Linked DNA regions of Mus musculus: all the other regions are linked to region 1. A link is a contact called in public HiChIP or PLAC-seq data. All regions are on one chromosome and are shown on one strand. Each heading gives the region's core, a stretch centred on a gene start, on an enhancer-like site or on the middle of the called end of the contact. The rest is flanking DNA. Distances are from core to core; before and after follow the strand shown.

Evidence for each region. HiChIP or PLAC-seq counts read pairs in DNA pulled down with a chosen protein or histone mark.
Region 2: a contact with region 1 is called in an H3K4me3 HiChIP or PLAC-seq map of the SCID.adh cell line, with 12 read pairs. The contact joins the enhancer-like site here to the promoter of Ryr2 in region 1. A contact is called at or near these places in 2 of 39 promoter capture datasets (the C10 cell line and hippocampal neurons), 1 of 484 Hi-C or Micro-C datasets (cerebral cortex), 4 of 115 datasets of contacts at active chromatin or transcription factors (the SCID.adh cell line, embryonic stem cells, neural progenitor cells and 1 more) and 2 of 9 other capture datasets (adipose tissue and embryonic stem cells).
Region 3: an H3K4me3 HiChIP or PLAC-seq map of embryonic stem cells shows a contact between it and region 1, with 8 times the contacts expected there. The contact joins the enhancer-like site here to the promoter of Ryr2 in region 1. A contact is called at or near these places in 8 of 39 promoter capture datasets (the C10 cell line, embryonic stem cells, hippocampal neurons and 2 more), 2 of 15 datasets of contacts at CTCF or cohesin (embryonic stem cells and large pre-B cells), 16 of 484 Hi-C or Micro-C datasets (the HL-1 cell line, cerebellar granule neurons, cerebral cortex and 2 more), 13 of 115 datasets of contacts at active chromatin or transcription factors (the SCID.adh cell line, cardiomyocytes, embryonic stem cells and 1 more) and 1 of 9 other capture datasets (embryonic stem cells).

Annotation. Positions count from the first base shown.
Region 1 is chr13:12,105,606-12,108,305 of GRCm38.p6, reverse strand. It overlaps Ryr2 (ryanodine receptor 2, cardiac), which reads left to right and starts at 1,361. Exons shown (of 105, transcript NM_023868.2): 1 at 1,361-1,907. The coding sequence starts at 1,860.
Region 2 is chr13:11,958,251-11,960,950 of GRCm38.p6, reverse strand. All of the region lies in intron 1 of Ryr2 (ryanodine receptor 2, cardiac), which reads left to right. Among named protein-coding and RNA genes, the nearest start is that of Ryr2, 150 kb to the left of the region's middle. Within about 2 kb of position 1,255, at least 48 of the 459 cell types and tissues checked have an H3K27ac peak or open chromatin away from gene starts, as enhancers often do. A contact at or near this core is called in the SCID.adh cell line, where this site is marked.
Region 3 is chr13:11,932,260-11,934,959 of GRCm38.p6, reverse strand. The region is part of intron 2 of Ryr2 (ryanodine receptor 2, cardiac); the gene reads left to right. Among named protein-coding and RNA genes, the nearest start is that of Ryr2, 170 kb to the left of the region's middle. Within about 2 kb of position 1,304, at least 17 of the 459 cell types and tissues checked have an H3K27ac peak or open chromatin away from gene starts, as enhancers often do. A contact at or near this core is called in embryonic stem cells, where this site is marked.

The DNA of each region.
Region 1 (2,700 bases), core at 112-2,611:
AACTTTGTAAGGACGAAAATAGGAAAGGTGGAAACAAAATGTAACCCACCTGAAAATTTCTGGGCAGTTTTAATGATGTACCAGATGCTGTAACATGTGTAGCAGAGATAAGTTAACGCAAAATTATTTATTGTATAACTCCTGACTATGAGTAGGTTGGGCATGTGGGAACGTTGCTTTCTCTATAATTTTTTTTCAGTGATATAAATGAAAACACTTAGAACTGAGAAAACATGTGTTGGATTTCTTGTCCCAGTTGCTTCCGACATTTTATTTCTTAGTCATAGTTACATACTACTTTTAAAAACATTTATTTATTTATGTGTATGACGGCTGTGTGTGGAGGCTGAGGAGAACTTGGAGTTCTTTCTTCCCACCATGTGGGTCCCTGGAATTGAACTCATCTAGTCAGGATTGGTGGCAAGTGCCTTCACCAGCTGAGCCGGCTAGCTGGCTTACAGCAGCTGTTTTTAAAATGGAGATTTGATGGCTTATGATTACATGGAGCATTGTGAGATTTGGATCCGGCATTTGTGGAGGAATGTTTAACTTTGCTCTCTCACGGCAGATCGCGGATACCACGGTGTGAGTTTAGCGCATTCAGTGATCGGACTGGTCCTTAGCACACCATACTTTATTGTAATTTCTTGCGCAGGTGCATTATGAATTTGTGTGTCTTGTATCACAATGCATGGCAAGATGCCTACTTTGTCGTTGAATGCTGGGATTGTTGTGCTGTCGTTGAGTACTTTTTAATATATACTTATTTTATCTATGCATATGTGCCTAATAAATGTATGTGCACGAAGTACCTTCAGGTGCCCATGGAGGCCAGAGGGCACTGGGTCTCCTGGAACCAGAGTGACAGGTGGTTGTGAGCTGTCTCGCGTGGGTGCTAGGAACCGAGGCGCATCCTCTACAAGATCAGTGAGTGCTCTTCTTCAGCCTTCTCTCTCACCCCTGTTGCTGAATAATTTGTTAAAACTCCTCGACCATCCACACCAGGCCCCTTGTGGTGAGAACTTAATCTGTGATGAGTCTGGTGCATGCTGACTCAATAACTAAGAAAACCACCTCTATCTCGTATGGAGGGAGTCGAAGTGTAAATATCGATCACACGTAGAGGCTCCCCATTCTGTGCACCGGGGGAGAAGGAGAGTTCCCCGTGCAATCCAAAAGGCCTTAGAAATGGGTGGCAAGTACTGTAGCAGGGCTCAGCGGGAAGCTGAGCTCCTTGGACTTGAGGTCAGGAAGGGCACAGGTGCAGGGGATGGCTGAGCGCTCTGGCACGCGCCAGTTGATTCCCCAAGCAGCCAGTAAGCGGCACTGTGCCCCGGCGCTGGCGGCCGGAGGAGCGGGCTGCGGATTACCTGCAGCAGCCGGGGCTGGCAGCTCCTCCCCGCCCGCCCCCAGCCCGCCCCCGCCGCTGCACTAGCCCGGCTCCGCGGGCTCCGGGCACTCGCTGGCGGGAGCCGGGGCCGAGCGCGCCGGGCAGTGGGGCCTCCTCCCTGCGTCCTCACGCCGGGCTGCCCTCCTCCCGCACCGTGCGGCGCAGGGAGGCCCCGCGCCTCGGCCGCCCCCGCGTGCCCGCCTCCGCCGCGCTGCAGGGGGACCGACCGCTGGGCTCTCGGCACCAGCAGCGCGGCCCCCCGGGTGCCTCGGGCTCCTGGCTGTGGCCGCCGCAGGGGCAGCGACCCGAGTAGCAGCCGTTGGAGCCCCTAGAACATCCTGGTTAGCAGTGACTAGAGCGTCCAGAGAAGCCGCAGCAGCAGCTTCAGCAGTAGCAGCAGCAGCATAAGTGGCCGCGGTCGTGGGGCTCCGCCGGGCTCCGGAGCCGGCCGGGCCAGGAGCGCGGAGCCATGGCTGATGCGGGCGAAGGCGAGGATGAGATCCAGTTCCTGAGAACTGTAAGTGCCACGTCGCGGCGCGCATCTCCCAGGGGAAGGGGTGCCTGGGAGCCCCCCGCAGGGTCCCCGTAGAGTGACAACCGGCTGCGGGGCCGCCTCTGGTCCGCCAGAGGCGCCCCAGGGATGCTGGAGGGGTCTGCATCACCACATGTGTGCAGGTGTGCGGGTCTGCCCGGGGAAGGGCAGGACGCGTGTCTGTGCGCGCATGTGGAAAACCAAGAGGACTCAGTGCGGTGACAGCGTGGCGAGCCAGCGGGAGGCACCCGGGCGGGCGCTACCCAGCTGCGGGAGCTGAATTGGCCAGGGACCTCTTCGACCGACTCAGGCTAGGGTGCAGGGCTGCGTGTTCCGTGGGGCGCGCTTAGCGTGGCGGCTCTGGCTTTCGCCGTCCCTGGGGCTTCAGGGCTGAGTCTGCGCGCCGTCACGGAGTGAAGACATCGCAATCCGAGTACTTGGCGGTGTCGATCATATAGTGACTGGCCAGGGCTGAGAAGGCTGCCCCCAGGGTGCCCCCAAGTCGAGCAGATACCAATGCCATGGAGGCTTGCTCCGGTGGTCCCCACGGTTCCCGGCATGGTGCCATGCTGGTTTTCGTGACGACAGCTTGCAGAGCGCATTGGAACCGTGTGTGTGTGTGTGTGTGTGTGTGTGTGTGTGTGTGTGTGTGTGTGCATGTGTGTGTGTGTGTGAGTGTGCGTTCCTGTGTGTTGTGTGTGTGTGTGCACGGACCGCATGAAAGAATTTACAGAGGCTGAGCATCATGAACATGTGTCGTTCTTTAAACGCTGGCTTG
Region 2 (2,700 bases), core at 6-2,505, 150 kb after region 1:
AGAATACTATTGAAAACTTACCGCTTCCAATAAAGATCAAATCAAATGCTCATCTATGAGGTACTTTCAGCTAATGGACATATATTATCTAACCCACTTGATCTCTTGTGTGTGTGTATGCATGTATGTATGTGTGTTTGTATGTGAGAGTGTTGGAGTGCATGTGCATATATGAGCATGTGTGTATGGAGGCCTGAAGTTGACATGGGTGTGTCTTCCTCTATTGCTCTCCATTTTATATATTGAGGCAGGGTCTCTTGTGGAACCCGGAGTTTGCTATCTTGGCAAGTCTTTTTAGCTAGTTTGCTTCCAAAGATCCCTTGTCTCTGTCTCAGCATGGCATTACAGGTGCATTGTTATCCCCAGCCAGATTTGCTTGGGTTCTGGGGATCTGACTCTAATCTATTCTTGCACAGTGAATGAATTACTCACTAAGCTGTCTCCCTGCCCCCCTTTATCTTTTACTCACCCTAATTTCCATGTTGCCACAGCTGTTAAACTATTTCATAAATGTAAGCTAGTTTCAAGAATTTATAAGAAGAAATGAATTCCTTGGCTCAAGGTTTCTGAGACCCTTTCTTCTATTTTGGTGTCTATCAGGCTAGTTTGTTATGTTTCAGATGGCTTCATGATAATATCTTCAATATTTTGTCATATAGTTTGGCGTATTAGATAAGATACATCTAGTTCACTGCCAGACATCCCAACACTTCCAGACAGCTGCACAGTGCCATACAGCTGTACACCGCCATACTGCTATACAGTGCCAGACAGCTGCACAGTGCCAGACAGCTACACAGTGCCATACAGCTGTACACTGCCATACAGCTATACAGTGCCAGACAGCTGCACAGTGCCACATAGCTGCACAGTGCCAGATAGCTGCACAGTGCCAGACAGCTGCACAGTGCCAGACAGCTACATACTGCCACTGCCAGACAGCAGCACAGTGCCAGACAGCTGCACAGTGCCAGACATCTGTACACTGCCATACAGCTATACAGTACCAGACAGCTGCACAGTGTCATACAGCTGTACACTGCCAGACAGCTTCACAGTGCCAGACAGCTGCACAGTGCCAGACAGCTGTACACTGCCATACAGCTGTACAGTGCCATTCAGCTACATACTGCCACTGCCAGACAGCTGTACACTGCCAGACAGCTGTAAACAGCCATACAGCTGTACAGTTCTAGACAGCTGCACAGTGTCAGACAGCTGCACAGTGCCAGACAGCTGTACACTGCCATACAGCTGTACACTGCCATACAGCTGTACAGTGACAGGCAGCTGCACAGTGACAGGCAGCTGTACAGTACCATACAGCTGTACAGTGACAGGCAGCTGTACAGTGCCAGACAGCTGTACAGTGACAGGCAGCTGCACAGTGCCAGACAGCTACACATGCATCCTATTTCTCAGTCACACAGATCAGCTCTTTTGCACTTCAGGTCCCTGTCTCCCCATTTGCTATCAATGTTCTGTAGCTCTCTGTCCCCTGTTCCTTATATTCCTGGTGTCTTACCACACAGTACTCTCAGTTCTTTGCCACAGTTGTCTTCTCAGTTCCTTCACCACAAAGGCCATCCCTGTGATGACCCCTGTAGCAGGTGTGAAAGGATGCTCAAATGGAGGAGGTGATGGCTCCTGCAGAGCCTGACCCGTGGAGAAGCTGACCTGTGCTGCAGCTGGAAGACAGGCTGCGTAGCTTGCAGGGCCTAGTAGTCTGTTAGCTATTTTCCTGTTGTGTGATGAGCACATGACCAAAAGCGACTTACAGAAGGAAGGGTTTCTTTTGAGTTACAGTTCCAGAGGGGTCGAGACCATAAAGAGTGAGAAAGTGTGGCATGGTGCAGCAGCAACAGGATGTATGCTCACATTTCTTCCACACACAAGAAGCAGACAGAGAGAAAACAGGAAGTGAGACCAGGCTACAAAGCCTTAAACCCACCCCCAGTGACATATTTCTTCCAGCAAAAAACCTCTTAAAGACTTTATAATATCTCCCAACATGAGCCTAGAGGGGGCATTTCACATTCAAACTACTGAAGGCAATAAGGAGGAAATTCTAAAGAAAAGTCCTAAGTGTCTGGTATTGATTATTGCTTAATAGAAAGTGTCACGTGTTGAGATATGGAAAGTGGGTGAATGGAAATACTTTGAGGAACAGCAGAAACATCTATGTGTTGGGCATATTAAATTCCAAAGAAAATACACATCCCTACCAGGTGAGGTGGCATATGTCTGCCATCCCAGCACTCAGAGGTGGAGGCAGGGGGGATCAAGAGTTCAAGGCAAGCCTCAGCCTACACAGCAAGTTCGAGGCTAGCCTGGGTTCTGTGTGATTCTTAAAAAGGACTAAAATGATACAATTTGTGGGTGCTGAGAAGATGGTATATCTGAGCCTTTTTTCCTACCTCTGTGTTCCTCTGATGTTTGTATAAAAGCACACAAGCCTTTTCTGTCGACGTCACAGGCTTTAGGTTTGCTAAGTCTTTGATGGCAGGAAGCCGAGCCCTTCTCCTCTCTGGAGATTGTTGATGGCTCATGAGGAAACCATCAAGGTTTCCATGAGGTAGCTGGTAGAAAGTGCCTGCTTGGACATTATTGGTGCAGTAAATTTTCTTAGCCTTGATGAATTCCCTAATTTAGAAAGAAAATGCAAAGTTCCTTTCTAATAAAAGTATGTGCTTCAAAGAT
Region 3 (2,700 bases), core at 55-2,554, 170 kb after region 1:
TACTTATTTCTTTTCATTCTCGTGCCACTCTGGACTTTTTCTCCTGCCTCTTCCCAAACCTGGTCCTGCCCCTCCCCCATTTTTAATGACAGGTAAGGATTTCACACCCTAGTCACAATTTGCTACTCCTTTGAGCCTTGTGAAAGCTTGCACCAGGGGGTTCTGCTCTAGCAGACCTTCTCATGAATAATGCAATACCACAAGCCCCCTATTTCTTAGACCCTGATAAATTCTTGTATGAGTGTAACGTTGGTGTTCTTTTAAGTATCTGTGGAGAATCTCCATTTGTCAGAAGAATTCACCAACTTGCTTCTAATATGCAATGTAGCCTGCTATACCTGGCTGTAGTGAAGATTCCTGTCTCAGTGGGATTCCCTAACTCTTTCATGGTAAACCCACCTATTAGCTAGGCCATTGTGTTTGGGTTTGGGTAAGACTGGCTACTGTCCTAAGTAATCACTCTGCAGACTAGCCCTGAGCTATTCTAGCTCTGTTCTTTGTAATGCCTAATTAGTTTCACTGTCTCTACTAGAAGTAAATTTGAATGCTACTGAATAGATAACCTTCTCACTGCTTTCCAAGTTTGTTGGCTTCAAGGACTTTCTGGGACATTGGAACACTGGCGAAGGCTTAGCTATGTCAGAATTCAATCTAAAAAGGCACTTATAATAAGATAATACTAAAAGAGAGCACATGGATCCATACACCAGACTAACGCAGGGATAGGGTAAGAATATACGGGTTATGAGAATGCCAAAGTTCCAGGAGGTGAGTTTCCGTGAAACTCTTTGCCTCATGAGTGCTCCCAGGCCTCTCGGCCTGCCAAGCAAACTCCACTGGAGCGTGCGTAGCAATAAGTAGCATGCCCTGGGTATTCCCTATCTTTGCCTTCCAAGACTGGAATTACAGTCAGGCTATCACACCCACCGAGGGTTTACATGGGATCTGAAGTCAGGACCTCAGTATTGGGAAGCTCTAAACCACTGACGGTTTTCTCCCTATCCCAAAGTTGTCAGTATTTGACCCTTGAACCTGAATTTGCAGAACAGTCCAGTTGTGCTCTGGGTTTTCATGCTTCTCCTTTTCTAGATCTGAGAGTATGACTTAGCTGTGGTAGACACATGGCAGCCAGTGGAGCTGGCTTGGCAGGTTTTTCTCGGAAGAGCCAGAGAGTAAATATTTTAGGTATCTTGGGTCATGTTTTCTTCTCAACTCTGACATTTAGCCCCAGAGCAGCTGTAGACAGTATGCAAATAGATAAGCCTGGCTGTGAGCCTAAAAACTGTATTGATGGGCACAGAAATGTGTATTTCAGACATTTTGAGTGTAGGTGTTTATGTCTTGTAAGTGTGTGTGTGTATACACAGGTGGAGGTTAGAGGTCAAGGTCAGTTGTCTTTTCCTGTGGCTCTCCAGTTTCTTTTTGTGTCTAGGACCTCACTGAACCAGGAGCTCACTGGCTCACTGGCTGACTGTTCAGTGAGCTGGAAGGTTCCTCTAGGGGCTGCTCCCCCAGTGCTAGGATTTTAGGTGTGTGCTGCTGCCCCTAGATCTTCTGGGAATGTGGACTTCCTCCCTCCCTCCCTCCCCTCCCTCCCTCCCTCCCTTCCTGTTCCCCACCCCTCACACTCTTTGTATCTCTCTCTCCTCCCTTCTCACTTCTTCCCTTTCATTCCTCTGTCTCTTCCTTTCTCATTGGTTCATTTGTTCTTTGGCTTTGTTCTCCCTCCATTTCTGTCCTTCTAAGCCTGCCCAGCAAGGTGAATTTCTTCTGCTGCCCCCTCCTCTCTGCCTTGCTACAGAGTATATGGTCCTGTTCTCTCTGCTTTCTCTAGCCTGGAAAGTACGTGCTGGCAGAGACAACAACTCACCTGTCTCACCTCTCAGGAACTAACATATTTTTGAGGGAAGGAGACACTCAATAAATATATATTGATTTTTTTAAATTTCCTTTTATTCTTTAGAACCATGATAATACCGATATTCTGTTCTGACAGTTCATCAGTTCATTTGGCTTTGAAAAGATTCTCCTATACTCCCATAGTACACAGAGATTGCTTTCCTGCCTTGTGGAATTAATTGAATGTCTTTAGCTTGACTTGAATAAACACTTGTGGCTACAATAATGCTTAATTCTATGCTGATTGGCTATGTGTTTGGTGCAGTGCACTTGGAGTGATATTTAATTTACTACTTGATATAAAGCATGATTCTCCATTGCCATATATAATATAAAGAATAAAAGGCTGTACAGAAAAATTCTGAAGATAAATAATTTCAAAAGTTCACATAATTAAAATGCTAACATCTTTTGCTAGTATAATTTTCTAATATCTGCATAAAATATCTTAGCTGCAAACATTGGTATGTGATAATGAAGATCATGAAGTTACATATTAATACAAAATGGAGCAATCATTTTGAAAAATTGTTATTTCTGATAAAATTAAAGTTTTATGACATAGCCTGGAAATCCACTCTTGGTTATTATCTATCCAAGAGTTATGTATCTGCTTCTGCTCAGAGGCTTATGTGTTTAGGCATTTTTTTCCCCTCATAACAGCCTCAAATGGAGAAACAACCAAAATTGCCATCAGCTGACAAAGGGATATTATATAATTTTAAAAAATCAACTATTCATTTGTTTCTATAATGACTAGGATACTGTCACTCAAAGCCTCAAGTGTCTTGGCCATGGACT